Regions from separate parts of the Mus musculus genome. Here all the other regions are linked to region 1. Evidence: chromatin contacts called from public Hi-C and promoter capture Hi-C data. All regions are on one chromosome and are shown on one strand. The core of a region is the stretch at or near the end of the contact, and the rest is flanking DNA. Distances in the headings are between cores, read along the strand shown. Region 1 holds the start of Ccdc166 (coiled-coil domain containing 166). Region 2 holds the start of Hgh1 (HGH1 homolog). Region 3 holds the start of Zfp41 (zinc finger protein 41). Region 4 holds the start of Top1mt (DNA topoisomerase 1, mitochondrial).

The links. Promoter capture Hi-C pulls out the DNA fragments that hold promoters and counts their contacts. A called contact is a pair of places that touch in the nucleus more often than the background predicts. Capture Hi-C pulls out chosen DNA fragments and counts their contacts.
Region 2: a promoter capture Hi-C map of liver shows a contact between it and region 1, with 3 times the contacts expected there. The contact joins the promoter of Hgh1 here to the promoter of Ccdc166 in region 1. A contact is called at or near these places in 9 of 39 promoter capture datasets (embryonic stem cells, erythroid cells, hippocampal neurons and 3 more), 1 of 484 Hi-C or Micro-C datasets (cerebral cortex), 4 of 115 datasets of contacts at active chromatin or transcription factors (astrocytes, bone marrow-derived macrophages, memory CD8 T cells and 1 more) and 1 of 9 other capture datasets (pancreatic islet).
Region 3: a Hi-C map of double positive thymocytes shows a contact between it and region 1, with 7 times the contacts expected there. The contact joins the promoter of Zfp41 here to the promoter of Ccdc166 in region 1. A contact is called at or near these places in 1 of 39 promoter capture datasets (erythroid cells), 2 of 484 Hi-C or Micro-C datasets (CD8 T cells and double positive thymocytes) and 1 of 115 datasets of contacts at active chromatin or transcription factors (pancreatic cancer cells).
Region 4: a promoter capture Hi-C map of adipose tissue shows a contact between it and region 1. The contact joins the promoter of Top1mt here to the promoter of Ccdc166 in region 1. A contact is called at or near these places in 1 of 115 datasets of contacts at active chromatin or transcription factors (memory CD8 T cells) and 2 of 9 other capture datasets (adipose tissue and liver).

What each region holds. Positions count from the first base shown.
Region 1 is chr15:75,978,034-75,985,413 of GRCm38.p6, forward strand. Ccdc166 (coiled-coil domain containing 166) reads right to left here and starts at 4,252. Exons shown (of 2, transcript NM_146059.2): 1 at 3,768-4,252; 2 at 1,839-3,654. The coding sequence starts at 4,196. The coding sequence ends at 2,734.
Region 2 is chr15:76,366,119-76,373,498 of GRCm38.p6, forward strand. Hgh1 (HGH1 homolog) reads left to right here and starts at 2,780. Exons shown (of 6, transcript NM_021555.2): 1 at 2,780-3,451; 2 at 3,534-3,634; 3 at 3,738-3,836; 4 at 4,044-4,135; 5 at 4,214-4,336; 6 at 4,414-5,293. The coding sequence starts at 2,838. The coding sequence ends at 4,566. Tssk5 (testis-specific serine kinase 5) reads right to left here. Exons shown (of 8, transcript NM_183099.2): 5 at 6,940-7,072; 6 at 6,743-6,858; 7 at 6,237-6,368; 8 at 5,840-6,147. The coding sequence ends at 5,981.
Region 3 is chr15:75,612,019-75,619,398 of GRCm38.p6, forward strand. Zfp41 (zinc finger protein 41) reads left to right here and starts at 4,666. Exons shown (of 3, transcript NM_001044718.2): 1 at 4,666-4,802; 2 at 6,026-7,380. The coding sequence starts at 6,183. The coding sequence ends at 6,779.
Region 4 is chr15:75,675,864-75,683,243 of GRCm38.p6, forward strand. It overlaps Top1mt (DNA topoisomerase 1, mitochondrial), which reads right to left and starts at 2,937. Exons shown (of 14, transcript NM_028404.3): 1 at 2,790-2,937; 2 at 156-268. The coding sequence starts at 2,893.

The DNA of each region.
Region 1 (7,380 bases), core at 3,002-5,501:
CGGGATTCCTGGGAGCAAACCGGCTAGCTGGGCTAGCTTAGTACATTCAGCCAGAGACCTCATTAGTACAGCAGAGGGTGATCAGGGAAGAACTCCCTGGTGATGTCAAACTCTGGCCTTCACAAGCACACACGTATGCAAACATACATCCAGAGACACGCAGCACAGGAGATTCCAGTGTCTGATGTTAGAGCTGACAGAAGAGGTCTGGTTTCTAAGCGGGTCACAAGACTGCTCTTGGGCAGCAGGACACCCCCCCCCCCCAATGGTCTACATACTTCTCTCTTTATTCTGCAATTCCGGAGGCTCTGCAACCTGACCATCAGATCTCCTAGGATCCCATGTAGGGAGCTGGAGAGGCGGCTCAGTGATAAGCATTTGCTGTTCTTGCTGAGGACCCGGGTTTAGTTCCGAACACCCAATGAATGGCTCACAAATATCTATAACTTCAGTCCCTAGGAATCGGACACCCCCTTTCACCTTTGCAGGCACCAGGCATGGTAAAACACCCATACACATGAAAATCTCAAGTCTTTAAAGATGTATTTTCTGTATATGGGTTTGCATGTACCTGTGACGGCATCCAGTCCCATTGTTGACGGTTGTGAGTGCCATGTGGGTGCTCAGAATCTTGGAGAGAGCGGCTAGTCTTCTAAACTGCTAAGCCGTCTCTCCAACCCATAAAAAAGACTTTTTTTTTCCTTTTTCTTTATTTTATTTGTGAGGCAGGGTTTTTTTTTTTTTTTTTTAAAGATTTATTTAGTTTGAGGCCAGCCTGGTCTACAGAGTGAGTTCCAGGACAGCCAGGGCTACACAGAGAAACCCTGACTCGAAAAACAAACAATTATTTATTTTTATGTATGTGTGTACACTGTAGCTGTACAGATGTTTGTGATCCTTCATGGGGTTGTTGGGAATTTTTAGGACCTCTGCTCACTCAGTCCCTGCTTGCTCCAGCCCAAAGATTTATTTATTATTATACACAAGTACACTGTAGCTGACTTCAGACGGACCAGAAGAGGTCATCAGATCTCATTATGGGTGGTTGTGAGTCACCATGTGGTTGCTGGGATTTGAACTCAAGACCTTTGGTAGAGCAGTCAGTGTTCTTACACACTGAGCCATCTCTCTCCAGCCCAAGACTGGGTTTCTTTGTGTAGCCTCTGGCTGTCTTGCAATGCACTCTGTAGACCACGATGGCTTCAAACTCAGAGAGACCCACCAGCCTTTGCCTCCCGAGTGCTGGGATTAAAGGCACAAGCCACCACCACCAGGCAAATTAAATTTCTTTAATTTGATCTCTTGGGTGAGTGACCTCTACTTTGCTACTCCCATCCAATCTTGTCCCAGAAATAGCTGCATCAAAGTTCTAGCAACTGTCTAGCCAGCCTACCCTGGTCCAAACAGGTAGAACGTCCATGGGATTTCTGTTGATGCCTGTGTCCCTGAACACAAGATCCCCAAGGCAATGACAGAAGTACCAAGGCTGTGGGCTCCCTCATCTTGCACCCTGGGTCAGGAGGTGTCAACTGCCCTGGACTTCCTGGACAGGAAAGGTGCTCAAAGCCAACAGACTCCAAAACTCAGTTAAGGAGTGCTCTAACGACTGGTCTTGTACATTAAGACAAAGAGGGCTGGAGAGATGGATCAGCGGTTAAGAGCACTGACTGCTCTTCCAGTGGTCCTGAGTTCAATCCCTGGTGACCACGTGGTGGCTCGCAACCATCTGTAATGGGACCCAACACCCTCTTCTGGTGTGTCTGAAGACAGTTACAGTGCACTCATATACATAAATCTTTAAAAAGAAGTTTAAAAAAAAAAAGACAAGACAACGGGGCTGAGGTGGTGGTGGATGCCTTTAATCTCAGCACTGAAGAGACAGAGGCAGGAGGATCTCTTGGATTCAAGGCCAGCCTGACCTATACAGACCCTTTCTATAAAGGAAAGGACAGACCAGCACAATGGAATGTAAGATGTGACCCAGGTAAGATCCATAGCTAGCTACAGACACCACAGGGACAATTTGGCCAGTATGATTTAGTTTACAGTATTTTCTCCAAGGTGCATTTCCTAATTTTAATCATGTCTTGAAGAAAGTTGGGACAGGGCTTGGGCTGTAGCTCAGGAGGTAGCCCTGGGTTCAACACCCAGCACCGGAAGAAAACAGGTCAAAGTCCTATTCAGTAAACACAGGGATATATTTAAAATTAAGGGGCATAACTGTCTCCAACAGAATCCCGGATGGCTGAAAGTACCAAATATATAACATGCATCCCTGTTCATCTAGATGGGTGGCAATGGGAATTCCTAATAATTCTTGCAGTGTTCCCTAAATTGGAATGTATATACATATATACATATACATACCTACATACATATGTGTGTGTGCGTATTATATAAAGCATTGGAAAAGCCCAGTAACTTCTCCCTGTGCTGAGAACAGAATCTGCCCTCTGCTGCTGAAATTACACTACCCAACTTTCCCTAAGCCTGCCTGCCTTGCTGGCTGTTGGTGGAAGAACATCGAATTCCAGCAGCCAAGGATACAACCAGCTCTGCTGTAGCTCGAATAGCAGGCCTCTGCTCACTTGAAATACAAGGGCATCGACCCAGGCAAGTGTCAGAGCGTCACAGAGCTTATTTAACACTTTTATTAACATATCTATGCACCAAGAAATCTTCCAAGGTTTGTCCTCCACCCTATGCCCTACTGGCCTGCCTCCTCGTGTGGGTTCAGGCTTGCTCCAAGACAGTTTCTGTGTCGTCTTCAGCGTTTTCTGCCTCCTCCAACTGTGGGCTGAGAGGGGCCTGATCTTCCAACAGGGCTGTGGGAAGCTTGGAACTGGACTTTGCAGGTGTGTCAATTTCTGGAGAGACCTCACGCAAGGAGGGCTGTGGAGAGATCCGAGAGCCCTCGCGCGACCGCAAGGTACCAGAGGTCATGGATGGAACCCTGGAGCCCTTGCGTGACGGGGTCGCGGATGAGACACGCGAGTCCTTGCGTGATGGAGTCAGAGATGAGACTCGAGATCCTGGATGTGATGGACTCCGGAGAGCAATCACTGACCCAGCCTTCTGAGATAGGCCCGGAAGAGACTCACTGGACAATATAGATGGAGTCTTGGAGGGTCGGTGTGACAGATCCATGGATTGGCCCCGGGAGGTTGGAACTGACTGGGGCGTAGCCTGGGCTTTTAAAACGTGACTGGTTGACCCGATGCGCAAGCTGGGTTGGAGGCTTTGGGGTGGCTGCCAGAGCGGTGGCCCCCCGGGGCCCCTTTGCAACCAGCCGTGCATTTGCTCCAGGTTCTTCAAGTCCACATGCTCCCGGCGCAGCTGCTCCCGCTGCTCTAGCAGCTGCTGTCGCATGTCCTGCAGTAACTGGGTCCTCTGGAGAAGTCTCATGAGTTCTTGTCGGAGATACCCGTTGTCCGCCTTGAGGGCCTGTGCGTGGGAAATGAGGGAACGTGCGGCCTCCCGCTCGGAGCGGCGCGTCAGGGACTGCACTTGCAGCCGCGCCTCCCGCTCGAAAGCCGTCTTCTCATCTAGGAAGCGTCGCTTCACCCCGTGGAGGAGCTGCGTGTGCTCCACGCGCATGTGCAGCAGCTCGCGCTCCAGGGTCCGGATTCGCGCCAGCTGCTCCAGCTGCAGCTCCTACATGGGGTGGGGTGAGGGTTGGGGAGCAGGGGGCGCCGATCAGCGCACCGGTAGGGAGCGCGCCCATCCCTCTGGAGCCCGCCCGGTCCTCGGGGGGCGCGCGCACTGGCCTTGTAGGGCTGGAGCTCCTGCACCCGCTGCGTCATGTTTTCCGCGCGCTTCTTCATTTCCTGCAGCTGAGCGCGCACCCCGTCCTCACGGCCGTGGTAGAAGGACGCTAGCTCCGCTCGCTGCCACCGGATCTGCGCCAGATCCATGCGGTTCTGGTCTTCGACGCGCACGACGGCGTTGGCGCAGCGCAGAGCGTGCGCGCTCACGTAACCGACATAAAGCCGGTTCTCTTCGCGCAGGCGCTGCGCCTCTCTGTTCAGGAACTCGTTGTCCTGCAGCACCTCGTCGATCCGCTGCTCACAGGCCACCAGGCTTTCTGAGAGCAACGCGTACTCGCGCTGTAGGTACTGCGCGCGCTCCGAGAGCGGTTGCTCTGTAGTTTCCTGCTTGCGCCCCGCGTTTTGTCCGCGCTTCTTCTTGGGCGCCATGGCTTGAGGCCCAAGCCAACTGGACTCATGAGAGCGCTGTGCTCCACCCGCTCCCCCAGCTCAGTTACTCTCCCTTCTTAACCCGAAAATTCTGGAGAACTGCACCCTAGGTTCAAGGGTGTGTCTTCTGATTATGAGGTTCAGAGCAGGCAGGATTAAGGATCAGAGAGCACCGTGGCCAATCTGTATATAAGCGTTCCCTCCAGACCACAGCTTTCGCATCCTGGTGCGTAGCTCTAGGAATGTTGATGTCCAGCTTGAACAACCTCTATGGAGACAGAACTTGGTTGCAGTGCCTCGACCTCATCCCATTCTGTTGCTCTGGCAACGGCTTGACTCAATCATTCATTCCCTAAGGTTTCTTATATCCTTGCATGATTCTTCAGTTACAGTGTCGCAGGTCAGGCAGAACTTCAGCTTCAAGACACTGAACTAACTTCCAAGTGCCCAGCCTCCACTCACCCGGGTCTTAGTGCTCTTGCTTTCACTCCACTAGCTGCGCTTCAGGCCCCACAGCATAAGGGGACTCTCACCGACGCTCCCTCCTCTATCCAGCTTTGAGCGAGCTCTCCCCCTTTCCTTGTGAAGTCTTCATGCTCTCAGGATGAAGCCTCCCCACAACATTTGTTTATTTGTGGAGACAGAGTTTCCCTGTGTAACAAAGCTCAGGTTGTCCTGGACTCGCTTTGTAGACCAGACTGGCTTCAAACTCGCAGACATCAGCCTGCCTTTGCCTCCGGAGTGCTGGGATTAAAGGCATTCACCACCACGCTCAGCTCCACACAGCATTTCTAAGGGGACGCTTGGCATCTAAAGCCTTGATGGAATGCTACTACCTTTCAGATAAAATGCACGATGAACAACGGTCTTCATTTCATAATCCAAGCGCTGGAGACTCGGTAGCCAAACCAAAGGGAAACTTTATTTTACAGCCTTGCTAAGTCTGCGCAACCTATTGAAAGGGCAAAAGTAGCTAGTCTGCAAGTTTGGCTCAAAACAGTGATATATATATATATATATACACACACACACACCTATATATCCCCCCCCCCCTCCGAATTCCTCATTGGCTAGGTTCTTCAGGGAGGTAAAATTTTCCCTACTTCTCTGATTGGCATAGAAACTTTCCCATCCTTCTGGGGTTCAAAATCTCCCCCCCTTTCCATTTACATGGGCTCAGTCCCTTAGTAGATCTGTGATAAATTTAAAAGGGCCCACGTAGGAAGGTGCCAGATGCAAGCTAGAGAAGCCAGGGACCTAGTGCTTCCTGCTTGTCTGTGGGCCATTAATGAGTGCTAAGTGCCCCTCAGGTTAAAAATGGACTCTTTTGCCCACTTTTTATTTTTATTTTTTGGCCAGTGCACTTTTCCACGAGGCCCATCCATTCTACCTTCTTAGCTTTCTTTGCCCGTAAGCCAGACATCTAGAGGATACAAGGGGTCCATCGGGGATTTAATGTCTCCCTTTTTGCTATGAGCTCTATACGGACAGTGTCTTTACAGGATTCAATCTTGATCAGAAAACATCAGCAGTGTGCCGGTTTGCTAGTGGATACCGGAGGTGACAACCATTCAGTGGGGGGTGCGGGCTCAGCAGAGTGGCAGCAAATAAACCACGGGCTTGTGTTGACTCTGTACAGGGACGTCACCATCACCCTGCCAAGCAAAAGGGCAGCAGCCAAGATCACCTAGAAGTACTCTCGAACACAACGCCCAAAGTGTTTGTAGTGTTTGACCAATCACAGATCTAGGAGGCAAAAGAGACCTTTGACATGATCAGCGAGGCTGGGCAGTGGTGGTACATGCTTTTAATCCTGGCACTCAGGAGGCAGAGGCAGGAGGATGTTTGAGTTTGAGGCCTGCCTGGTCTACAGAGTTGAGTTCCAGGACACCTAAGGCTATGTGCAGAGATCCCTACCTCAGAGAGGAGGAGAGAAAAAAAAAAAAAGACACAATCAACTAGAACCAAATTGGCTTCCTAAACAAGGAAGAATTGAGAATTGCACTGTCTATTTGCCTCACTGGGGAAAAACCCAGTTGGAGGAAACCTGGGTGCCATGCAATGCCAGGCTCCATCAGTGTCACCGTGTTCCTCAGTATATTTGGGGAGATGTCACCCGGCAGCAGATCCTGAGGATGTCACTAGGAATGCTTTTGGTAGCTTAGATGAAGAAGCAGCAGGGCCAGAAAGACTACCATAGAGAGCTGCTGATATCCCCCATGTGACTGTATACAGAGGAGGAAGTGAGTGAGCTATACAGAGAGGCCCTTGTTCACAAAAGTAGATTTCAGCTACATGGAGTTTACACACAGCTTTCAAGAGGGAGCAAAAGACAAAGATGACTGGCTTCCAGATCGGCAGACAGACAAACATTCCTGCTGCCCCCTGGGGTGTTTCTGAAAGTTTTGTCCTTACCATTATAACTGTTTTTTGCCTTCCTCGTTTTGTATTCTTAACTGTTTGGGGACACATGTGAAGGTTTGATCCTGTAATCTTAGCACTTGAAAGGTGGTGGCAGGGTGATCAAGGAGCTAAAAGCTAGCCTGGGCTACATAAGACCCTGTCTTTAAAAAAAATGTGTAAGTAACTCGGTGGTAGTGGCACAAGCCTTTAATCCCAGTACTGGAGAGACAGAGGCAAGTAGATCTCTGAGTTTGAAGCCAGCCTGGTCTCCAGAGCAAGTTCTAGGACATCCAGATTTGAACAGAGAAACCCTGTCTCAAAATAATAATAATAGTGATAATAATAAAGCATAAGTAAAAATAAAATGATACTAAGCATGATATAGGTATGGCTCCCATAGACCCCTGTGTTTAGTTAGAAGATGTGGTTTTGTTGGAGAAAGTATGTCAATGCTGAGGCTGGCTCTGAGGTCTATGCTGAAGCTCTGCCCAGTGTGGCACAACCATCTGTATCTTTCTGCTGCCTGTGGATCAAGATCTAGAACTCTCACCTCCATCTCCAGCACCATGTCTGTCTACACACTCCCTTGATGGTAATGGACTGAACTTCTGGACCTGTAAGCCAGCCCCAATGAAATGTTGTCCTTTATAAGACTTGCTTTGGTCATGGTGTCTATTCACAGCAGTAAAACCCTAACTAAGACACTAAGTTTAGGTTCTGGTGAGATGGCTCAAAAGGTTACGGCACTTGCCACCTAGTCTCATGGCCAGACTTTAGTAAT
Region 2 (7,380 bases), core at 1,530-4,029, 390 kb after region 1:
CTCTGCTGTTCAGGTCAAGCCTGCTTGCTCCGGTTGGCTCTGCTCACTCCAGTCAACTCCACTCACTCAGTCCCTGACTCCCTCCAGCTCAAAGATTTATTATTATACTTAAGTACAATGTAGTTCTCTCCAGACTCGCCAGAAGAGGGCGTCAGATCTCTATGGGTGATTGTTGGGATTTGAACTCAGGACCTTCGGAAGAGCAGTTAGTGCTCTTAACCGCTGAGCCATCTTGCCAGCCCCTGGTCTCACTTTATTTTTTTTTAAAGATTTATTTATTATATATATTTGAATATATATATATATTATTATTTATTATATGTAAGTACACTGTAGCTGTCTTCAGACACTCCAGAAGAGGGCGTCAGATCTTGTTACAGATGGTTGTGAGCCACCATGTGGTTGCTGGGATTTGAACTCCAGACCTTCGGAAGAGCAGTCAGGTGCTCTTACCCACTGAGCCATCTCACCAGCCCCTGGTCTCACTTTATTAAAGGAATAGTTTAGTGAGTGCACAGCCAGGACTGATGAATCAGGCACACAGCCTAGATTCGGGGAGCTAAGACTGTAACCCCAAATATTTCCCAGGGCCAGTTTATAAAGGCAAAACCCACAATGAGCTCATATGCAGGTGTAGAAAGTACTGTAGCGTGACTGGTTTTTACTCAAGCTACTTTGACAGTTTAGACATCAGTTCAAACTGATCTTTAATTTGGTCATAAGTGGATTTTTTAAAATTTTATTTAATGTATGAGTATCTGATGTACACCTGTGTGCCAGAAGAGGGTCCAAGTTCTCATTATAGACAGTTGTGAGCCACCATGTGGTTGCTGGGAATTGAACTTAGGACCTTTGGACAAGCAACCAGTGCTTTTAACTGCTGAGCCATCTCTCCAGCCCTGTTGTGGAGTTTTTTTTTTGTTGTTTGTTTTTGTTTTTTTAAAGATTTATTTATTTATTTATTTATTATATGTAAGTACACTGTAGCTGTCCTCAGACACCCCAGAAGAGGGAGTCAGATCTCATTACGGATGGTTGTGAGCCACCATGTGGTTGCTGGGATTTGAACTCCTAACCTTCGGAAGAGCAGTTGGGTGCTCTTACCCATTGAGCCATCTCACCAGCCCTGTTGTGGAGTTTCTTAAGAAGAAACCTTATAACAAAATATGTGGTCAACTTGATCCTGCTCTGAGTCAAACTATTTTCTGTACCAGGAATATAATATGAAGTGGTTGGCAGGCATGGGACAAAATGGCTCCAGCTGTGCTTGGGGAATAGTCCTCAACACAGCTAGTCACATTCCACTCACAGAAGACAGCAATGATTCCTACATGTCAGTATGCTTGCTTTTTCCACACTTATAAAACCCCTTTCCTATAGGGAATGGTAACAATCACAGTGGGGGCAACGTCTTTCCACTAATTAAGCCCCCACAGATGTGCCCATAGGCCAACTTAATTTAAAGTCACTGAGCTTCCCTTTCTAGGTGACTATTTTGTGTCAAGTTAACAAAGTTAACTTTGTTTAAGAGAAAAATCTTTTGAGACCAGCTCATTTTATAGCTCAGGCTGGCCTCAAACTTACACTGACCTTCCTGCCTCAGCCTCCTCAGTTGTGAGATTAGACAGTGACACGTTTATAAAAAGATAAGGAGCCGGGCAGTGGTGGCGCACGCCTTTGGTCCTACCACTTGGGAGGCAGAGGCAGGTGGATTTCTGAGTTTGAGGCCAGCCTGGTCTACAGAGTGAGTTCCAGGACAGCCAGCACTGTCTCCAAAACAAAACAAAACAGAGGCAAGGGAGCCTTTTCTTAGAAACTCACTAGCTGCTGTCAACAGCTGGGAAATCTGGACAGTTGGCCCTACACAGACCTAACCACTTTGCCATTGTAGCCGGAAGGATCCCAGTCAGTATCTAAGGTTGCATAGGATCTGGAACCGTGGCGGTTCCTGGCTATCTCCTACAAAAACCTGACAAGGACCAGCCCTGGAAAAACCCCTAACTCAAGATTTCTAATTTGAGAGAGCAAGGACCCCAGGCAGCTAATTGCTAATACAGGCACAAGAAGCACCAAATGGGATACTTTCCCAGAACAGATCCTAGTACTGAAATTATCTTCTGCTAGGGATTACGTAGCTAAGAAGGCCAGTGTCCTCCCATCTGTGCTAACAAATGTGCCGGTGGAAGGTAATATGGAGCCACTGAGAAGCAAAGAAACGCAGCGAGGTATGGAAGACAGAAACCGAACAGTGCTCTAAAGAGCTGGCAGGGGCGTCTGTCACCAGGTGCCCCCAAACCTGCAAACTATAGATTCATTTATTAGTTCCCTTTGCCCAAGCCTGCTTGACTCAGACTTCTGTCACTGAAGAGGACCTAACAAATGCACTAGAAAAAAAAATTTAGCCCCTCTGCAAAGTCAGAGACTGATCCAAAGCTGCCTTTTCATCGCAGAGTCCTGCACCCTCCGGTTCCTGGATGTCTGAAACCAGGTTTAAAAGGTGGCAGCAAACACTCTGGACACCAGGATCACCGGCTGCCGAGCTTCGCTTCAAATTATGCGTGCTGGTCGCGTGGTTCTGACTCCTGGCAAAGCAAACACGCAATAGGCAGCCGGAAAAGTCCTTGCAAGGATCTGGTGGTGGTGGTGATGATGATGGGAAGGGGGGGAGGGTGCATCTGCACCAGCTTAAGGGGTGCCTAATACTGTGGCCCACAATGCCTCGCGCTGAAACCGGCCCCGCCCCCTTCAGCCAGGTTCTCAGCCTCGGAAGGGTTTTAACGACTTCCGCTTTTCCGGCGGTGGCCCCGGCACGAGAAGTGACTGAGACTGCTGGCGGCATGCGGGGACCGGGAGTAGGTTCGGGGTTCTCTGGTGAGCGAGGGTTGCTAGAGCAGGAGGCTGGCGCGGACACGGAGGCGGTGGAACTGCTGCCCTTCCTGGTGCTCGGAGCGCGAGCCGACCTGCAGGCGGCCGCGGCGCAGCACGTGCTGGCGCTGACTGGTGCGGGCTCGGGCCGCACGCTGTTGGCCGGACAGCCAGAGTTGTTGCGGGCCTTGGTCGACCTTGCGGTGGCCCCGGCCCCAGCTCCTTCCCGCGATGCCTCCCGCGCGCTCGTGAACTTGGCTGCTGATCCCAATGTGCACTGGCAGCTGCTGGCGGCTGACCCGGAGCTGCCCGCCCGCCTGCTGCGCTGCGTGTTGGACCCTCAGTGGCCCTGGGCTGAAGAGGCGGCTGCAGTGCTGGCCAACCTGAGTCGCGAGCCGGCTCCGTGTGCTGCGTTAATGGAGAAGCTGATGGCCGCTGAGCCGGAGCGGTTGGGTCTGGAGCGACTTGTCAACGCGCTGTGCACGCCGAGCTACAACGCGGCCGCACCCCTGCATTACCTGGGGCCGCTGCTCTCCAACCTTAGCCAGCAGGCGGAGGTGCGTGCTTTTCTCCTGGACCCAGACAGGTGAAACCCAGTCGCCTGCGCGGGCGGGAAGGTGGGGAAGTGGAAGTGAACAAGGACAGCAGTGAATATCTTCTTTCAACAGGTGCGTGGTCCAACGGCTGCTGCCTCTTACCCAGTACACAGATTCTTCGGTGCGCAGGGGCGGGGTGGTGGGAACACTTCGGAATTGCTGTTTTGAGCATCGTGAGTGACAAGGAGGGGGTGGTGCCATTGCCAAGGTGGGGATTGGACCCTAGGGAACCCAACGGACCATTATTCTGATCTCCTTCCTTGTCCGCACCTCCAGGACATCACAAGTGGTTACTTGGGGCCCAAGTCGACATTCTCCCCTTTTTGCTACTGCCCTTGGCTGGGCCTGAAGAGTTTTCCGAGGAAGAAATGGACCGTGAGTGACTTGGGTGGTTGCCTCAGGGCTGTCTGGTGCTAGAGGGAAGACTACAAGAGGGAGATGGAGAGGTGTGCAGGTCTGGAGTCCCTCAGTCCGGCAGCCTTTAAGGAGGGGGTCGTTACAGACACACACAAGGCTCACCCAGGCAGAGCAGGGCTTGGGTGTTCAGCACAGGGACCAATAGTCTCCCACCCTCACTCCTAGAGCTGCCTGTTGACCTGCAGTACTTGTCACCAGACAAGCAACGGGAGCCGGACGCTGACATCCGGAAGATGCTCATCGAAGCCGTCATGCTGGTGAGCAGGGGCCTGGGGTGTTAGTGCCTCTCCACAAGTCCGTATTGGCATCCGAGTAACCTTTTTCCATCTTCCTAGCTGACAGCCACGGCACCTGGTCGGAAGCAGGTACGGGACCAGGGTGCCTACTTGATCCTTCGAGAGCTGCACAGCTGGGAGCCAGAGCCCGATGTGCGGATGGCTTGCGAAAAACTTATCCAGGTGAGTGCGGGGGGTCAGAAAGGCTAGGCAAGTGCCAATGGCTTATGAGCCCGCTCACCTGCCTCCTCTTCTTGCAGGTGCTTATTGGTGATGAGCCAGAGGCTGGCATGGAAAACCTGCTGGAGGTGCAGGTACCTGAAGACGTGGAACAACAGCTCCAGGAGCTCGACCAGCAAGAGCAACAGGAGCTCGCTCAAGAGCTAAGAGGCAACGGTGCCCCACACACCTGAAGCCCCTTTGGCCTGAATGCCAGCTTCAGACCCACCTTTGCCAGTGTTGGCGCAGGGTTCTAGGGTCAATGCCCAGTAAATGGTGAGAAGCCCAAGGGTGCTGCCCAATCCTGTGCCCTGTTGCAACCGGCAATAATGCACATAGTTCAGAGCTGCACTACTGAGCTGGAGCTGGCTGGGTTCTGTCACAGCTGCCTACAGATGAGGCAGGATGCCGGTGGTCACTGGAGCTATGAAGAGCCTATTCCCAGCTGGTGATAGGACTGGACTGAAAATACTGCAAGCCCTGGGAAGCCAACTAGGTTTTCATTCCTGAAGGCACTGAGGGGTCTGGACGTGGGTAGGCTTAGAGATGTAAACAGCGCCGTGAGCCCCAACCTTCGGAGTCTTCTTGCTTTCCTTGCCCAAGACCTTAAAAGACAGACTACACTTGGATCCTCGTCCCTTCCTAGAATGCTCTGCCATCCGAGCCTGTGAGCCTGTCTCTGGATGACTTGCTGGGTTTCCCATTTGCTGCCTCCGTTTCTCTGTTTCACCTGTCAGCCTCCTTATTCCCAGGTTGAATTGGGACTTAGCCATTCAGCTAGATAGAACCTGCTCCTTGGTTAGCTTTTTCAAGTCTCGGTTGCCTTTCAAGGCGGATTTCTGAGTTTGAGGCCAGCCTGGTCTACAGAGTGAGTTCCAGGATAGCCAGGGCTACACAGAAAAACCTTGTCTCGAAAAAACCAAAAAAAAAAAAAAAAAAAAAAGACATCCAGACTCTCCTGCAAGAGATTCTCCTGCGTGTTCTTGAAGCATTTACCCCTGTACGATCCTACCCCCAACATTTGGAGCCTACTCTGTGTATGCACCCCTTCTTCCTAACTCTGTAGATACCGTGGCAAGTTTTGCTCTACTGTGTCCCCCTTTCTGAGCTACAGATCTCACTCCACCTGTGAGTGACGTTTTCTTCAGCAACAGGTCCTTCCAGGTCCCTGAGACCTGTAGTCTCCAAGGGAGTTTGCAGTGTTCTATTTCATACCCCTGAAGCTGGAAGACTGGTGTATGTGTTGTCATGCATGGCTAGGTGTTTTCACTGGGTACCAGGAGTCTTCTCAGCCCCCCCCCTCCTCCCCGCCCAACCCCATGATGCTCTCCAGCACTCTTGTTAAAGCTTTGACACTGTTGGCACATTCACCGTGTAGACTAGTGTTTTCCCCCTGACCCAGGTCCCCAAGGAGATACCCAAAGGCCACTGGCCCACCCTTGTAGATAGCTGCATCCTTAATTCAACAGAATGAACATTTTTTTAATCTTCCCACACCCACCCACCCTCAATTCAGCAGAGAGTGCCCAGCCATGTTCCTGTTAGGGAACATGGGACATAGAGAGCAGCCACCTGCCATGGTACGCCCAAGCCCAAGGGTGGTAGAACCTATTGCTCTGGTGCAGGCTTCCAGGTGTTGCACAGCTGGGCCAGAGACGGTCTCCTTGGAGATGTCCTGCCACTGGAGGAGCTGGAGCCTTTGCTTCTGGCATGCCTGGTGTCTCTGTCAGGCTCTGTGTTGTCTGGGGCTACTGTGGACCAGGAATGATCCTGTTCTGCAATGGAGCAAAGCAAAGGGTCATATGGAGTGCTAGACACTATCTAGGCCCGCAGGCCAACCAATTAGCTGTGAGCCATTCCCCACCTCGGGGAGCTCCAAGTGCAGAGGACAGCATGTGTTCTGCAGGCAGCATCCAGCAGTGAGCAGCTACCTGCTGTAGGTCCAGACGTTCACATGGATGCAGCTGAAGCAGCCCTCGGATCAGGTCCCGGCACTCTACAGGGGAGGGCTCACTGCTGGAGCCTGCCACAATCCTGACCCACACTCTGCTACTGTCAGAAATGTTGGCAGCTTGACAGGAGTCACTACTAGTCCTGGCAAAGGTTTGGGGGCTATTATCAAAAGGGGACTGAGGTGCAGAGGAGGGGTGTGGTATTCCAGAAAAGTGCCATGTTAGATATTCAGTAGGATTGGTAGCCCTCTAAGTCAGTCCCACCACAGCTCAACTTCCCCAACATACAGTTCGAGGACTGTACTTTTCCAGCACATGGGGGTAATGTGATACCGTATTCTCATCGCGGTGGTCCTGGTCTCGCTACCCTCCAGGCTGGAACTGGGCCTTGGAAGGAGCGTGGCGTGATGGTGCTCACCTGGGGACAGCCCTGGCCTGAAGATGGGACCTCGACGAATCAGGTTCAGCATGCGATGGGGCTGGTGTTCCTTGAAGGGCAGCTTCCCAGACACCATAGCATGGAGGATGATCCCTCTGGGGACCCAACTTCCTCAGGGTGTTGTCCCTTCCTAAGCCCACCCACAGGTCCTGCTGGGGGCTACCTGGGGTACTCACAGGCTCCACAGATCAGCCTGCTCACCGTTGTACTTCTTGCTCATGAGGATCTCTGGGGCCGTATAGGCCACCGAGCCACAGAAGGTGCTCAGCAGGGAGTTCTTGAGCCCCACCCAGTTGGCAAAGCCAAAATCTGCACACAGTGTACCGGCAGGGCGGGGCAAGGGAACACAAGTGATGGACAGGTTGGGGAGAGTGGGTTCAAGAGGACATCTGTTAGGATGGTGAGGGCTGGGAAGGGAAGGGACCTAAACTGTGTGTTGTAAGAATAAGGGAGAAACTAGGCAGGGGCTCCCGTGGATGCAGGTCAGTGGGTTTAGGCTATAGGTAGGAGCTGAATTCAGGCCTTGTGGGAGAGTTGAAGGTCAGGGCACATGAGTCTGGGACAGGCAGAATTTGGGAGGTAGGAGTCCAGAATTAAACCAGACCAAGGGAGCTGTG
Region 3 (7,380 bases), core at 3,416-5,915, 370 kb before region 1:
CCTAGCATCCACCAAAGCTCAAATGTTTTACATATTAGGGGACCAATAAGCCCAGGATTCAGCATGGATCCTCCAGTCACCCTGAATGGCCTCACTTACAGGAACTCTTAGTCACCCCCCCTTAGAGTCCTAGGGTGGCTCCCACCCCAGACATCTCTCTCCACAGCAGAGAATCTGGTGGGACCTGTCTGCCAGGACCACGTTGCTTTGCAAAGCTGCTTCATTTTGGCTAAATAGAGACAATTCCTGAAACATAAAGGTTTTTGGTTCCCAGTGACTTGTTTTCTTGATTCTTGGCACTCCCCAGTCTATCCATTCAGGTAAAAGGCCTGAGAGATGCTTATTAGTCACCTGATGTTCTTTTACCCACCATGTGCCTTATTTCCTTCGTTACCCCTAGCAACAGCCAACAGTGGGCCTAAAAGGAACATTTTCACTTCTCTTCCCACTTTTCTGCCCTATAGTTATCCCAGCCTGGAAGCAGATTTGGCTTTCTGGAATTACAGATCTGCTTCCCACAGGTCTGTTTCCAACAAAGCCTGAGCTATTGTAGAATCAGCCATCACCATGTGGACCCTAGGGACCAGAATCACCAGTCTCTGTGGCAAGCACCTTTACTTGCTGAGCCATCAACCTGGGCATAATGATTTTCTTAACATTTCTGGAATAGCTGGCTTTCACGCCCAGGTGAGTGACAGAGCCATTTGGATTAACTCTGAAGAGAGGTGACAATGGCTTTTACAACAAGACCCCTGCACAGAATGTCAGATACAGAATGCCACGTCTCCGCCCAAGGCGGAAATGATTCATATCCTCTATTCTTCTGACCAAAACAACACAGGTAAGGTATAAAAGTAAAAATATGGAAATGATTCTATAAAAATAGCCACTCTTGGGACTGGGGAGATAGTCTAGGGGTTAAAGTTCTTGCTATGCAAACATGAGGTTCTGAGCTCAAATTCCCAGAATACAAGTAAAAAGCTGAGCATGGCTGCACATAAACCCAGAGCTGGGGCAGCAGGGGAGGACAGAGGGGGAGAGCAGGAGGATCACTGGGGCTTCCTGCCAGCCTAGCTCCAGGTTCAGTGAGAGGCCCTGTCTCAAGGGAAGAAAGCGGAGCATGACAGAACAAGATGCCCAATCTTGTCTTCCTATAGCCTGTGCCTGTTTATAGGGTATCCACTCCTACACACAAACATGCTCATAGAACACACACACTCAAGTGCACACACACACACACACACACACCTCTTTTATTTTAATTATTTATTTTATGTATATGAGTACACTATAGCTGTCTTCAGACACACCAGAAGAGGGCATTAGATCCCATTAGAGATGGTTGTGAGCCACCATATGGTTGCTGGGAATTGAACTCAGGACCTCTGGAAAAGCAGTCAGTGCTCCTAACCACTGAGCCATCTCTCCAGTCCCCACTCCCCACCACCACCACACACACACATACATAACTCTTTTTTTTAAGTTAAAAAATAAAAATAGGACTGGGAAGATAGTTTAGTGGGTAAAGCTTTTATTGCACAGGCATGAGGACCCGAGCTGTGACCCTCACTCAATACATGGAAGAGCCCAATGTGGCAGCACATATCTATAATCCCAGTGTTCTTCCTACGGCAAGATGGAAGGAGGAGACAGGAGAATCCCCAAAAGCTCACAGGCCAGCTAACAAACAGCAAAGAAAGCCTGCCTCAAACAAGACTGACAAAGTGGTCTCCACGTGTATTCATACAGACATAAAGATAAGGGGGAAAAAGATTTTAAAGCATCCCAACAGTAAAATGGGAACAGCTCCCACAAACCTGTCCTGTGACCACCCTGATATACGTTCAAGTTGAGGGGCCAGCAAGAAAAGAAAACCCAGCTGCCATGGGAACTTCAGCTTAGCTTGGTCTTCACCGCTGAGTCAACTCCATCCATCTCTCTCTCTGCCCATCTGGACACAGGGCTGCCCATTGCCTCTAGTACCATGACACTAGTGTAGGTTTCACCTCACTTCCTTAGCTCCATTACACACTGCAGCTCAGCTGAACTCTAACTCTGGGGTGTGGCTCTGCCAGTGTCCCTAGCAGCAGCTCCCTAACAGGACTTGTCACTCACCCTACCAGGGACTCTGCCTCTATGTCAGCTTCCTGCCTCTACCTCCACTATGGCCTCCCTGAATTCCACAGCAATCTTCTTAACCCTGTTGCAGACATTCTGTAACCTACCTATGGCCAGAAATACTTGCCGTGTGCCAGTTGAGGTCTAATTAGAGTGTTAACATTAGTAGTCTTCACAGGAATAAAAGAAGCTGTGCTTGCCTCGGTCACTAGCAAGAGCCAATCTGAACCACTTGACAAATACCAGTCAAAGAAGCCAATGTAGCTTGTGAATTTGTTATTTGTTATTCAATAAATTCTGATATTGTAAAAAGACACAAATGTGTTTATCTGTTTCTGACATTTTGTATTCACAACGAATACTCACTTGTAGGGTCACTAGCTCTTGTTCTTGGCTGGTGCTGGACAAGAGTTTCAGTTTCACTGACAGAGTCCAGGGGCTCTCTGGAATCTTCCTGCCTCCCAGGACAGAAAGCAACCATTTATAGTGGTCTTACTGTTCCTTGTTGAGTTGTAAAAATCCTGGTGGTGGTGGTGGATGGGGGGGTGGGGAGGGAGGGGAGCAGGTGCTTTCCCCAAGGCAGGAAATCCTGAGGAAGGAGACTCATTACCATTGCCCTTCCAAGGACCTTGTGGTTTGTAGAAGCCAGTGACGCAGGAACAAGGCAGTGACATTAACACAAAGACAATCCATTGCAACTAGGGAGGCCCTACACTACCCAGGTTCCCATGTGAACGGCCACTGTCAGGAACAGACATGTCTCAGTTGTATATCACTGAAGACAGCATCTCCTCAGGCCGACCCTAAGCTGTACACAGCAAATAATCCTGGCCACCAGACAAAGGGGCCATGTGTCCAGATGGCTCAGAGCTTGTGTCCAGACACTGGAGCTTCTTAGCAGAAGACACTTCATTGTCTTCTTAGAGAAAAACTTGGACCACGTGAGCAAGCCCAAGCCACAGGCTTAGCAGTTGAGTCTCACTGACAAGAGAAGGGTATAATTCTCCAGAGAGGAGCCACTCCAAAACAGAATCTCTTCCACAAATGAAGGGGCGTGGGGGTAGGGACAAGCTGGAGCATGCCTGAGAGCTGAAAAGAACAAGAATGATACCAACAGTCTATGCGCATCCAGCTCAGCCCACCTCATTAGAGGATAGGTAAGAGACTGGGGACTACATGAAAGATGGCAGGAAGCACACAGGCCACTAACCTTCTGGGGAAAGCAAGCAAGGAGATGCCCTACCTCCCTGTACCAAATGCTGGTAAGCCAGAAAGCCCCATGCCACTGGTAGGAATGAATGAGAAATGGCACAGGCTCTCTGGAAAGCAGCTTGTCTGTTTCTTGCAAAAGGCAACATGCAGTTTGGGACCTAGCAACTGCCTTCCTGGGCACGGTCCCAGGGAAATGAAACAGCACGGGGGGAGGGCGGGGGGGGGGGCGCTGCTTCCCAACAACCTTGTAAACACGTCCTTCAGTGGACAAAGGATCCCAAAGCTGTGATGCACACAGCGCAGAGGCAGCTGTTCAGGAGGCTGAATGAACCACCATTCAATACACAGCCACTCTTGTGAATCTAGACAGCGATGCCTGAATGATAATCGGCAAGCTCCGCCAAGTTGCACGCTGGACAATTACATTTATCTAGCATGTTGGCGTTGAATCTAAACGGATGAGGTGGAGACGACACTTAAAGAAAGGGTCTGTTAGAGGTTTGATACAGGCTTCTGCAGCACAGGAGGCACTAACACTGTGTACTAGTCATGTAAAATGGCGCCCCCAGGGAGACTTCACCAAGCACACAACAGCTCTCGATTCGTTTCTCATAACTTCATTCTCCAAGCGCCGTGGGCCACACCTATCGTCCCAGGACTCGACCGAGGCAAGAGATTGCTAGTTCTAAGCCAGCCTAACCAAATATAATAGTGGAGAATATACCCAGAAAGTCGAAAGAGCACAAGAAGTGACTAGATTTAAATATCTGTAAAGGCCCGCGTTAAGGACAGAGCAGGGGACCCTGGCTTTGCCGGAAAGGAGGGGCGGGGTCGGATGATTCCAGGGGGCTACAGGCCGTGCACTACTGGGTCCGCCATCCCGGCGTGCCACAGATGGCAAACCCGATGACTGAGAAATAACACGAAGCCTGCAGAAGAAGGCTTGGAGTCCTGAGAAGAGGCGCACGCCGGGAGAAAGGCGCCGCCCGCAGCCCAGAAGCTTGCACAGGCACAGACGCCTGCTTAGCATCCTCTCAAGCGAAGCTCGAGCCCGCAGCCACAGCATCACAAGGAGCGAGGGCAGTGTCTCCTAGAGCCGACCCGAAGGGGCGGGGAGAGGTAGGCGGGCCTACGGCCGCAGCACGGGATCACAGAGAGGCCGGGCGGCTGCTCCTAGAGCGACACCAGAAGGGCGTGAACGAGCAGGCGGGGCTCCGGAGCTTGCGGCGGTACCACCGAGAACCCGGCAAGGGTCCTAGAGCGGCACTGGAGTGGGTTTCGAGCGGTGGGCGGGGCTTAGGGTGCGCGGCAGCACCACCGAGAGGCCGGGGAAGGTAGAGCGGCACCAGAGGGGCGGGCGCCTTTAGGCGCGGGAGTGGCGGGCTCAAGTGGGCATTGTTAACGGTCGCCCGCCCGCCGGTCAGCCTGCTTACGGCCACGTTCCGCCGGCGTCTGTGCTCGGCACCCATCAGGTACTCTCTGCGTGTGTGCACGGTAGCCCCGACCGGGCGAAGGCCGGCTTCTGAGTCGTTTCTCTGTGGACCACCTCGGCGGTGTTGCAGAGGTCCTTGGAGGCGGGGAAGGTGGGCCGGGCTACCTAGCGAAGCCCCTTGTTGCTGGATGCATTGAGCGCCTTATCCTGCCGGCTCCAGCAGCTCCTTGATGGACCTGAGTCCCTAGGTCAGCGGAATTCAACTAAGTTGCCTGAATCACTCGCACCTACTCCTGTGCACAGGCCTGTGAAGAGAGGGGGCAATAAGCTAAGTCGCTGGGGTCTTCTCTGGTTTTAATGACTATTTAAGTTTTCAGTGAGGATGGTCCTTGGTGAGCAGACACAGACACCTGGGTCCCGCTTGTCATTCCTCTCACCAGAGTGATGGTGTTTGAATTGGTACTGAGTGATGCTGCAGACAGGGACTCTCAGGTGTCTCCTGAGCTGTCCCACAAAAGACAAACACTTTCAGATGCTGACATAGAGCAAACAGTCACCTAGCCGCCTGGATCTTGGACTCTGAATCCGGATAAGAATTTTATCTGCTGGGTTAGATATGTGGGTATTTGTCAAATGCTTAGAACAAAATACAGTGTGTTCCCAAAGTGTTTTTGGGAAAGTGTGGGTGCTCTAGATGGAACTGCCAGCAGAGCCCACCCCTTTGGGCCTCTGGGAGTAAAGGGGATGGTGCAGGTTTAGAGATAAAGAGGGGTCACATAGAGAGAGCCTCATCAATACAAGAGGCATCCTTTGGGGGTCTGATGGGGTTTGCTGTGGATTATGAGGAGAGCCCTGAGTTTTCCAGGCTCAGAACCAGGCTGTTGTATGGTAGAGTTACTTCCTACTCCAGGGTGTTTGCACAGTCCCAATGTGGGCGGGTAGAGAGGATAAGGAAGAACGGGGAAGGTTCTGTTTGGGGAGGTGGAAAATGGCCATCGGTCCATGATGGCTATGGCTTTCTCTGGGATGAGTGAAAATCTTGTCTTCAGGCCCAGGAGTGTCTGTGGCTGAGTGAGAGAGTCACTCAAAGAGATGAGCATACAGTGGACCAGAGGCTCTGAGCTCAGCTTATAGGCCTGGGGCTAGAGCTCTGGGGAGTCCACTTTAGTCTGAGGGGCTCATCATGTGAGCAGCTGGAAAGACAGTGGAGCTGCAGAGAGCTAAGAGCTGCCTCTGACCTGTTGTTCATGCTTTTGCCTCCAGAAGCAAGACGACCGTGGTTCTGTCTGCTTGATGCAGCTTCGTACGCAGGAGCTGTCCCTGACAGCGAAGTCCCAGAGAAGGAGCCAGGCAGCCACTGTCTGAAAACCCTCAGCCTTCCCTGGCCTCCAGGGGGGTTTCCTGCTTCCTAAGAGCAGCAATGGAAAAGCCTGCAACTAGGAAAAAGAAGAGTCAGGCCCCAAAGGAGGAGGCAGGTGCGCAAAAGGCCACTGTCAAGGGAGAGAAAACATCAAAGGGGAAAAAGGCAACCAAGAAGCCAAGAAAGCCCCGCAGACCCCGAAAAGAACCTGTCCTGAGCCCCGAGGACGAAGCACATATCTTTGATGCCTTCGATGCCTCGTTTAAAGATGACTTTGAGGGTGTCCCCGTGTTTGTCCCTTTTCAGAGGAAGAAGCCCTATGAGTGTGGTGAATGTGGACGGATCTTTAAACACAAGACAGATCACATTCGCCACCAGAGAGTTCACACTGGAGAGAAGCCCTTTAAGTGTGACCAGTGTGGGAAGACCTTCAGGCACAGCTCAGATGTCACCAAACATCAAAGAATTCACACCGGTGAGAAGCCCTTTAAATGTGGGGAGTGTGGAAAAGCCTTCAACTGTGGTTCTAACCTTCTAAAACACCAGAAAACGCACACTGGAGAGAAACCTTATGGCTGTGAGGAGTGTGGAAAATCCTTCGCCTACAGCTCCTGCCTCATCCGGCATCGGAAGCGTCATCCGAGGAAGAAGCACTGAGCAGGGCGGTCTACAGCTATGGATCCTTGTCAAACACCTGATGATGGTCCAGAGGTCTTACGCAGTATGCTCATCCAGCCACCCATCTGTCATTGAGAGGAAAATCTACCCATCAGACATGAGAGCCCACAGAGGCTTTCTGCCCTTCGAGTCTTCACTTAGTAGTAACATGGTGCTTCCCGGAGCTTCCTGAAGCTCCAGCCATTTTCCAGACTACTTTATGTTACTCAGGGCCATCTTTGGAACAGTTTTGGGTCGCTGAGAACTTTGTAGAGCTAAAGAGACACCCCTGTTGGCAAGGGCCACTGCCTTCCTTTGCTGCCTCTGTCTGCACCAACCACGGTGCTTTTGTCTCTTCTCTTGAAGACTTCTGACTCTGTATGCTCAGCCCCATGCTGTCTGCTAGGGCGAGGAACCCTGAGGTGGATGACAGGCAGCATTCTGACCAACTCTGAGGACAGCACCAAGTCCTGCTTGCTCATCTCTGTGCAGCTGACTTCAGTGATCCTAGAGTTTCACTCTTCTGGCTGAAACCACAGTCTTTGAGCTCAACCCTTGGGCCTAGAGCTGGGTTACACTGCTTTCTCTTGTCCCAGCCACA
Region 4 (7,380 bases), core at 1,687-4,186, 300 kb before region 1:
TCAGGAACTTCTGAACCCCAGGCAGGGAAGAGGACTTTGCACCCCATGCTGGGAAGGTCAGCAAGCCTTCTCAGCATACAAACCATGTACTGAACGAAATCAGCCCAAAGCACTAGGCAGCCCAATCACGGGAGTACACACCCCCTGGTCCTCACCATCGTAGAGGAAGTGCACTCCGTCAGGAAGGGGCTCGTAGGCTGGGGTGAAGTACGGGCCCTTGTGCTCCAGCTGCCTCCACTTCACACTGCTCTTGCTCGTTTCTTCCCACCTGAAAAGACAGGAGAGCACCTACGTGGAGCACGGCACTCACATCAGGCCTCTGGCCTATTACCTAGGAGGAAGATAATGCCTGAAAGGGGGCGGGGCTCAAAAAGCTGTCAGGCTGCCATTCTCCAGTGCGCATCTGCCAGGGTACAAACTCGGGGGCCCCAGCTGAGTAGAAGCGGGGGTGGGGTGGGGGGACAGTGCCCTTTTCTGAGGCTCAAGGGATCTCTAGCTTCATCCCTCTGAAATCTCTTCCCAGGCGTAGCCATCACACCTGGTAACTAAGAGTGGCTGGTATAGGTAGCCCCGCCTGTGAGGAACAAGGAGATGGAAGACATGACTCTAACAATGCACAGGGAAGCAGAGAGGTAAGGAAAGCAAGGGCAGGGACAGAGGCAGGACACCTCAGGGACTTTTGAAGAAGGGACGGCCATTGGGTGTGACCTAACTCTGCCGGCACCAACACAGCATACCCTGGCTGGCTCTCTGCAAGGTCCGCGCAGTTTGTCTCCCGATCCTCCCAACACAGGGCATCCTCTCCCAGGCTAGGCCCACTCTGGAGCCAGTAGGGCACAGCCCAGCATGAGGCCACAACCTAACTACATGAACTCTCCTGGCCTGTTCATCTGAGTCTGTCCTAGGCCAGCACTGCACCAGGGCCTGGGACGCAGACACCAAGGTAATCGGGATACTGAGATCCTGGGAGAGGGCTGGACAGGGCATGGGTGGTTTCTTAGCAGTAAGGACTCGGCTATCAGAACGGACACATGAGCAATCCCAGGGGCGCATCAGGCAGGAAGGGAGGAGGAAGACTCAGACATGAGCCTTCCTACAACCTGGGTGAGGGTTTTCCAGGCACATGCTGGGCTTCCAGGCAGCCATCCTGGTGGGCCTTGTTGGCTCAACTCTGTATCCTGTGAGAGGCAAGAGGCCTACTGGTTTGAGGAAAGAAAGGATCAGGAAAATAAAGAGCATGTTACTTTTGTTTGTTGTGTAGCCCAAACTGACCTCAAACTTGACGCACTCTTGCCTCAGCCTCCAAAGTGCTGGGATTATAAGTATAAACTATCATGTCTGGTTTGACTTTTTTTTTTTTTTAATTTTCGAGACAGGGTTTCTCTGTGTAGCCCTGGCTGTCCTGGAACTCACTCTGTAGACCAGGCTGGCCTTGAACTCAGAAATCTGCCTGCCTCTGCCTCCCAGTGCTGGGATTAAAGGCGTGCAGCACCGCTGCCCCGAGACAAATAGTTTTTTAAAGGGCCTTTCTCGCTCTTCCTGCAAAGAAGGGACCAGGTGTGGTGGAGCTACAATGCCTGAAAGTGAGCATAGGTGGGGAGGTCAGGGGACAAGGGACCATGTCCTGAGCCAGTAAACAATTCCAGGTGTGCCCTCAGAAAGTAAGGAGCGGGCCGGGCTTCATAAACAGAGCAGCTCTTGCAAAGTAGCCAGAACTTGGATGCCTGAGGGGTGTGAGGGGTGAGAGGTGTCCCATGAACCATGCAGGAGGGAAAAAGAGAAAAGTGGTGGCCAAAGGTTCCCAGAGATAGGGGTTTAAATCCCATTCCGCTTCTCATGTGGGTCTAGGTGGGGAACAGTTCGGTGGCTGCATGCAGAAGTGCTTCGTGACACGACTCAGGCAGCTTTCCTCCAACATTCAGCCCAATTCGATGTCATAAAATGTGGACAAGCACCTCAGAACCTACACTGAGCGGCAAGCTCATTACCCAAACTGCTAGGCGAAGTCTACGGCCATCCCCATTTCACAGACAAGGACACTGAGATTGGGGCTATAAACAACTACTGTGGCGTGGCGTGGCGTGGGTGACATTCCTTTGTCCCACTGGAGAAGAGTATCAAGGAAGTTACCCCGATGTCCTGCTGTGAAGCCCTGTGTCTTCTCCTAGAGGCCACAACTCAGCCCCATTTGGAGAGTCAGGACAGCCCTGTCTTTCCCCTGGAATTTCTAGAGCCTAAGAGCTTAGCTGCCCCAGTCCGGGGCTGAGCTATCAAAAGCAGGTCAGCAGGTCAGCTGTAATGGCTGGCCCTGGAAGGGCTGTCTTCGCTGTGAACCCACCCACCACTCGGGCGATTAGACCAGGACATCCCCGCTCCCCAAGTGCTGTGAGCAACAATCCCACAACCCAGAGCTGGGCGCTTCCGGGAACCTCAGTACACGAGGGAAAGGTTGAAAAATCAGAATCTCACATATAATCTCAGCCTGGACAGCCATCCCAACCCCTAGGAAGTCCCTCGGGGCAGGCTGGTGACGTAAGGTAGGTATTGAAAGCTAAGGCCACGTGACAAAGAGTGTAAGAATCGTGGAGTGGGCCTGAGACCAATCAGGGAATCTGGGAACCACACTCCAAAGGGACCTCCTCCAAACCAAACGCGGCAGCCTGGAGGCCCAGACCCAATTACATGGGTGACCGATTTTTCCCAATGTGTCCGGTGTGGCCCGGCACAGGAGCAGGATTAGGCAAGTCACTGAGCCCTGTCTCGCCTGAGCTCCGTCCCACCCGCCTTACCCGGCTCTGTTCGCCTTCGCGACCCGGGACACCTGACAGGAAGGGACGCGGCAGGGGACATGCTGGAAACGCCGGCACAGGGCTCTGAGCCACAGCAGCAGCATGCGTGTGCGTGCATGCGTGGGCTCTGCCCGCTTTCCGAGGCCACGCCCTTCTGACAGAGCTCCGCCCCCACACGTCCAGGAGTCCCGCCCTGCCCGCCCACCTTGGGAAGGCGTCCCCAGCCAGGGCCGAGCATTGCCCCTCTCCCAGCGCTTCTACCTGCCATGGCAACCTGAGGAAGTCATGAGTAGACACACTTGGTCAGAGGGCCCTATCTACCCATCTAAGTGGCAAAACACCGAGTACCCACACCTCCAGGAGGACGCAGTTGCAGACACCAGCTGCCCTGCTCAAAGCAACTTCCTCTAGGCGACTGACCAACAGCACTGGAAGTCCTGCAAAAACTGCTGTTGCCTAGGCTCGCCGCCAAGAGACCAGGGCCATAAGCCATAGGCTCCCCCCTTCAACACATTCAGATCTGAAGACATGTGTACCAAGATCTCAAGACATTTGTACCAAGCAACAAAAATCTCCTAATCCGCGGACAGCTGCTCCCCGAGCCAGCAGCAGGCAGCCTTGGTATTTCCACTGAAACAGCACACAGGCCTGCAAGAAAGTGGTGAACAGGAAAGGTAAAAAATGAGACGGAGACCAGCAAGAAAGAGCTAGCCTATCCTGTAGGTCCCGCCCACGGTTACCAACTCACTGGATTCCTACTGACATCTAGCGGCCCGAGGCAGGAACAGAGCCGGGGAGAGGCTAGTGGGCCCCCTGCTGGACACGGCCAGTACTACAAAAAGTTTGCTGAGTATGATCAACAGACCAGCAAGACTTTGGGCATTCCAGGTCTGTAGCTGGCTGTCCAGGACCCTTGTACCCTTGAAGACCAGCTGGAGTTGTGACAGTTGGGGAGCATGGCCTCACAGCGTTCATATCCTCATAGCAGGTAAAAGGAGCCCTGTTTGCAACTGAGACCAGGCTTGAGGAAGAATTTCAGGTAGATGATGATGAATGCTGGAGCTGACAGTCAGACCTCCTGAGCCCAAAGTCCGTCATAAGGCTGTTCTGTGACAGCAGTGTCCACTCACACGTCGTAGCCGCCAACAGAGAGCTGGAGGGTGGGGAGGGCTTCATTGTGTAGAAGCCACAATTCAGGATAAGCAGGGGCATTTGACTTCAATACAAACTCAATGCAACCATCTCATTACGAGTAACATACAAGCGTTTTCACGTCGCTTTCCTCAACTTGATGGGCTACAATGGCCTGTGTCTGCCTGTGGGAGTCCACCATCTGCTCTTTACTAGACAAGTTTAATTTCTCTGAATCTCAGCCTCCTCCAGCACCTCCTCCAGAAAGTCTGATAAGAGCGAGGCAGACACATACACACTCAGAGACTTCAACCGCCTCTCTCCCTGGCGCCCCTGAAACCCACAGCTCAAAACTCCACTGCAGCAGCTGGAGAGATGGCACAGCCAATGAGTGCTTGCTGCACCAGCATAAGGGTCTGAGTTTGAGCCCTAGCACCTATGTTGAAAAGCAAGGTGGCACACTCTTGTAACCTCAGCTCTGGGGAGGCAGAGACAGGCAGAGACAGGCTGGCTTGATGGCCAGCCAGCCTAGCCAATTAGTGAGTTCCAGTAGGTTGACTGACACCTGAGGTTGTCCTCTGGTCTTCATTTGCGCGCGCGCGCGCGCACACACACACACACACACACACACACACATTGTGTGCATGTGAACGCACACCCATTGAAGCTCCACTTCAAGCGAGGCTCCTCTGAATTTCAGCTCGCACCTCCCCAACCATCCACAGCACAGAAAACTGCCCCACCATGGCCCTGAGGTTTGCCAACGGCTCTCACTGTTTCCTTATTATCCGGCCCTCCCCATGCAGATTTTTTTTTTCTCTGCTTCCTCTCAAAGTTCCCCAGATCGCCTGGCTTGTATTCCGGCCAATCTCTTTGAGACTCGTCCCCTGTAGCTCCCAGCTTATTGTAATCTCTTTGAGACTCTTTGCTGCACTGCCTCCCTGGTTCTGCATGCTGCACCAGCCTTGGCAGTACCTAACAAGATCACTCTCACAGCACATATGTCTCTGGGCAGGCTCTATGTCCAGGTCCAGTCCCACACACACACACCGGGGGCCTCCCCTCATCCCACACACACCGCTTTCCCCCCTCCTGTGGTCTTCTCCCGACCTACCACTGCCTTCCCTTTCTTCTCTCTCAAAGGGCCCAAAGTCTCCAGTTTAGACTTACCACACCCTGACTCCAGTCTCCCGACTCTGTGTTCCCACCTAACCTGCCATTTTCTTCTCTCTTGGCCTTTTCAGGTCACACACATCAGCCACCTCAGTGTGTAACATGTACAAGAAGACATCAATTAGCCGCACATGGCACACAGGGTCATGGACAGCTGAAGTTTTCTAGCATACGCCAAGGAGTATCAGTGACGGGACCCTCCTCCTCCTTCCCCCTAACCCCAACACCTGACCAAGTACAAACAGCACACTGTTCTCAGAGGTGGTTGGACCATCCCATTGCCCAAGTGCCAAAGCATGCGCTTTCCAAGTTTCTAAGAGTCATTTACAAAAGGGGCCAACAAGATGGCTCAGTGGATAAATCCTGATAACATGAGTTTCATCCCAGAACCCGAGTAAAGGTTGCAGAGAATCAATTCTGCAAAATTGACCTCTGACCTCCATAAGCATACCATGACGCACACGCATACATAATAGATGACAATATAATTTTAAAAAGCTATTTACACGGTGTGATTCTATTTCTACTGTAAAAATGTATCAAGTACTTCTACACTTGATCTTAGACAATCAATACATCAGCCACTTCTAAATATCTAGGACTAGATATTTCTTACAGAATCACACAGCATTGGTAAATAAACTTGTAAGGAATGGTTATAATCTGAGGATCCATTGGAGTTACCGCCGCTTAGGACTGTGCTCCTGCCACCGAGTAGTCTCTGATGAACTGCCTCCATGTGCAGCAATGGACCTGTCTCTTTCTTACACGTCAGCCATTCCCATTTTAACACACTGAGCCAGGTTGTTCTGGAACATCGTGCTAAAGAGAACTGAATTTGCTATCCTGCCCCTTCACAGATGCAACTCTGTCATGGCCTGGGACAACACAAGGCTCAAGGTGGATGGTACCTGTGGCGTCTGCAGGCAGGCGCCAGCCACTGAGCCCAGCACACACGTGGCACCCTCTAGTCACTGGCCAGGCCATCCTTGAGACCCACCTTTACAAGCAGAGCTGCAAGCTTTACAGAAGGAGGGACTCTGGATGCAAGAATCCAAGGAGACGAGCCTGAGTGCAGATCTCCCCAGCAGAAGCAAGCCCAACCCATGGAGAACTGTCTGGCCCTGCCAGATCCTTTCAAACACACACACACACACACACACACACAAACACGCTGTCACTGTGAGGTGTCACTCACACCCACATAGAGCAGAACCTCTGGGAGCCCCAGGCTGCACTCCCACACCGCTGGCTGGCACTTCGGCAGAGAGTTTGTCTCCGTTTTAAATTAAAACACAGATACGTCTTGCATTAATTTGAGTAGTAAAGTTTAGCACCCACTCAGGGCTTTCATAAAATATACAAGAGCACACGACACGGTTTTAGAACACAAGAGAGGAGGGAGTTCACACTTGAAGTGTCTGAGAAGATCAGTCACCAGAGAGATGGCAAAGCTCCACTCATGCCTCTTTTCCACATAGAGCCCAATGACTGGCACGGCTTCTAGAAAAATCCGAATCTCTTTAGCTCCACCCGACTTCTGAGTAGTAGCTATGCACAGAAAGCTTTGTCTTAGAGGCTTAGGTCACTCTGGGAGCAGCCTGTTTTTCCTCAGCGGGCTGACTGACCCACCGTGTCACACTATCCAGGCTGGAGACACAGAAGGGGGGGGGGGCGGTGTGCCTTGCTTTGAGGCAGGTTTGCAGAGGAACAATTGCTGTTTGTCACTGTGCATGAGAACTCATCTCATGAGAAGGTCATTTCTCAATTCCTGTGGGACCGAGGCTTTAGCTCGGAGGTCCATCAGCCTTCATGAAGACCTCAGAAGAGGCCAAAGAGGAAGCTTGCTCCACAGCTGCTGGGATTCCCTGCAAGACGTCTGAGAGCAGAGCCCCTGACCGGTCATGTTCAGAGCAGAGAGTAAGAACCGCCCACTGCACCAGAAGAGACTAGGGATCAGGGTTTTTGGATCATGCCTTCAAATTTGCTTTCCAAGATTCTGGGAGACCATAAAATAGATGTTAAAGGCTGGAGCAGCAGAGAGCTGAAAGAGCTCCAGCGGGAGGTGAGGGTACGTTGCAGAAGGTTCCCTCTCAGAAGAGAGAATTCTAAACGAGTCTCACGCAGCACAGGTGGGCCACAGACTCTCTAGGTAGCTGGAGATGACCCTGAATTCCTGATCTCCCCACTTCCACCTCCCAACCCCTGAGATTCCAGGGGTGAGTCCTCCAGGCAGTTTAGAAACAGAAACCCCCCAGTCAAGGCTTGGAGGGGCCGCCACTGACCT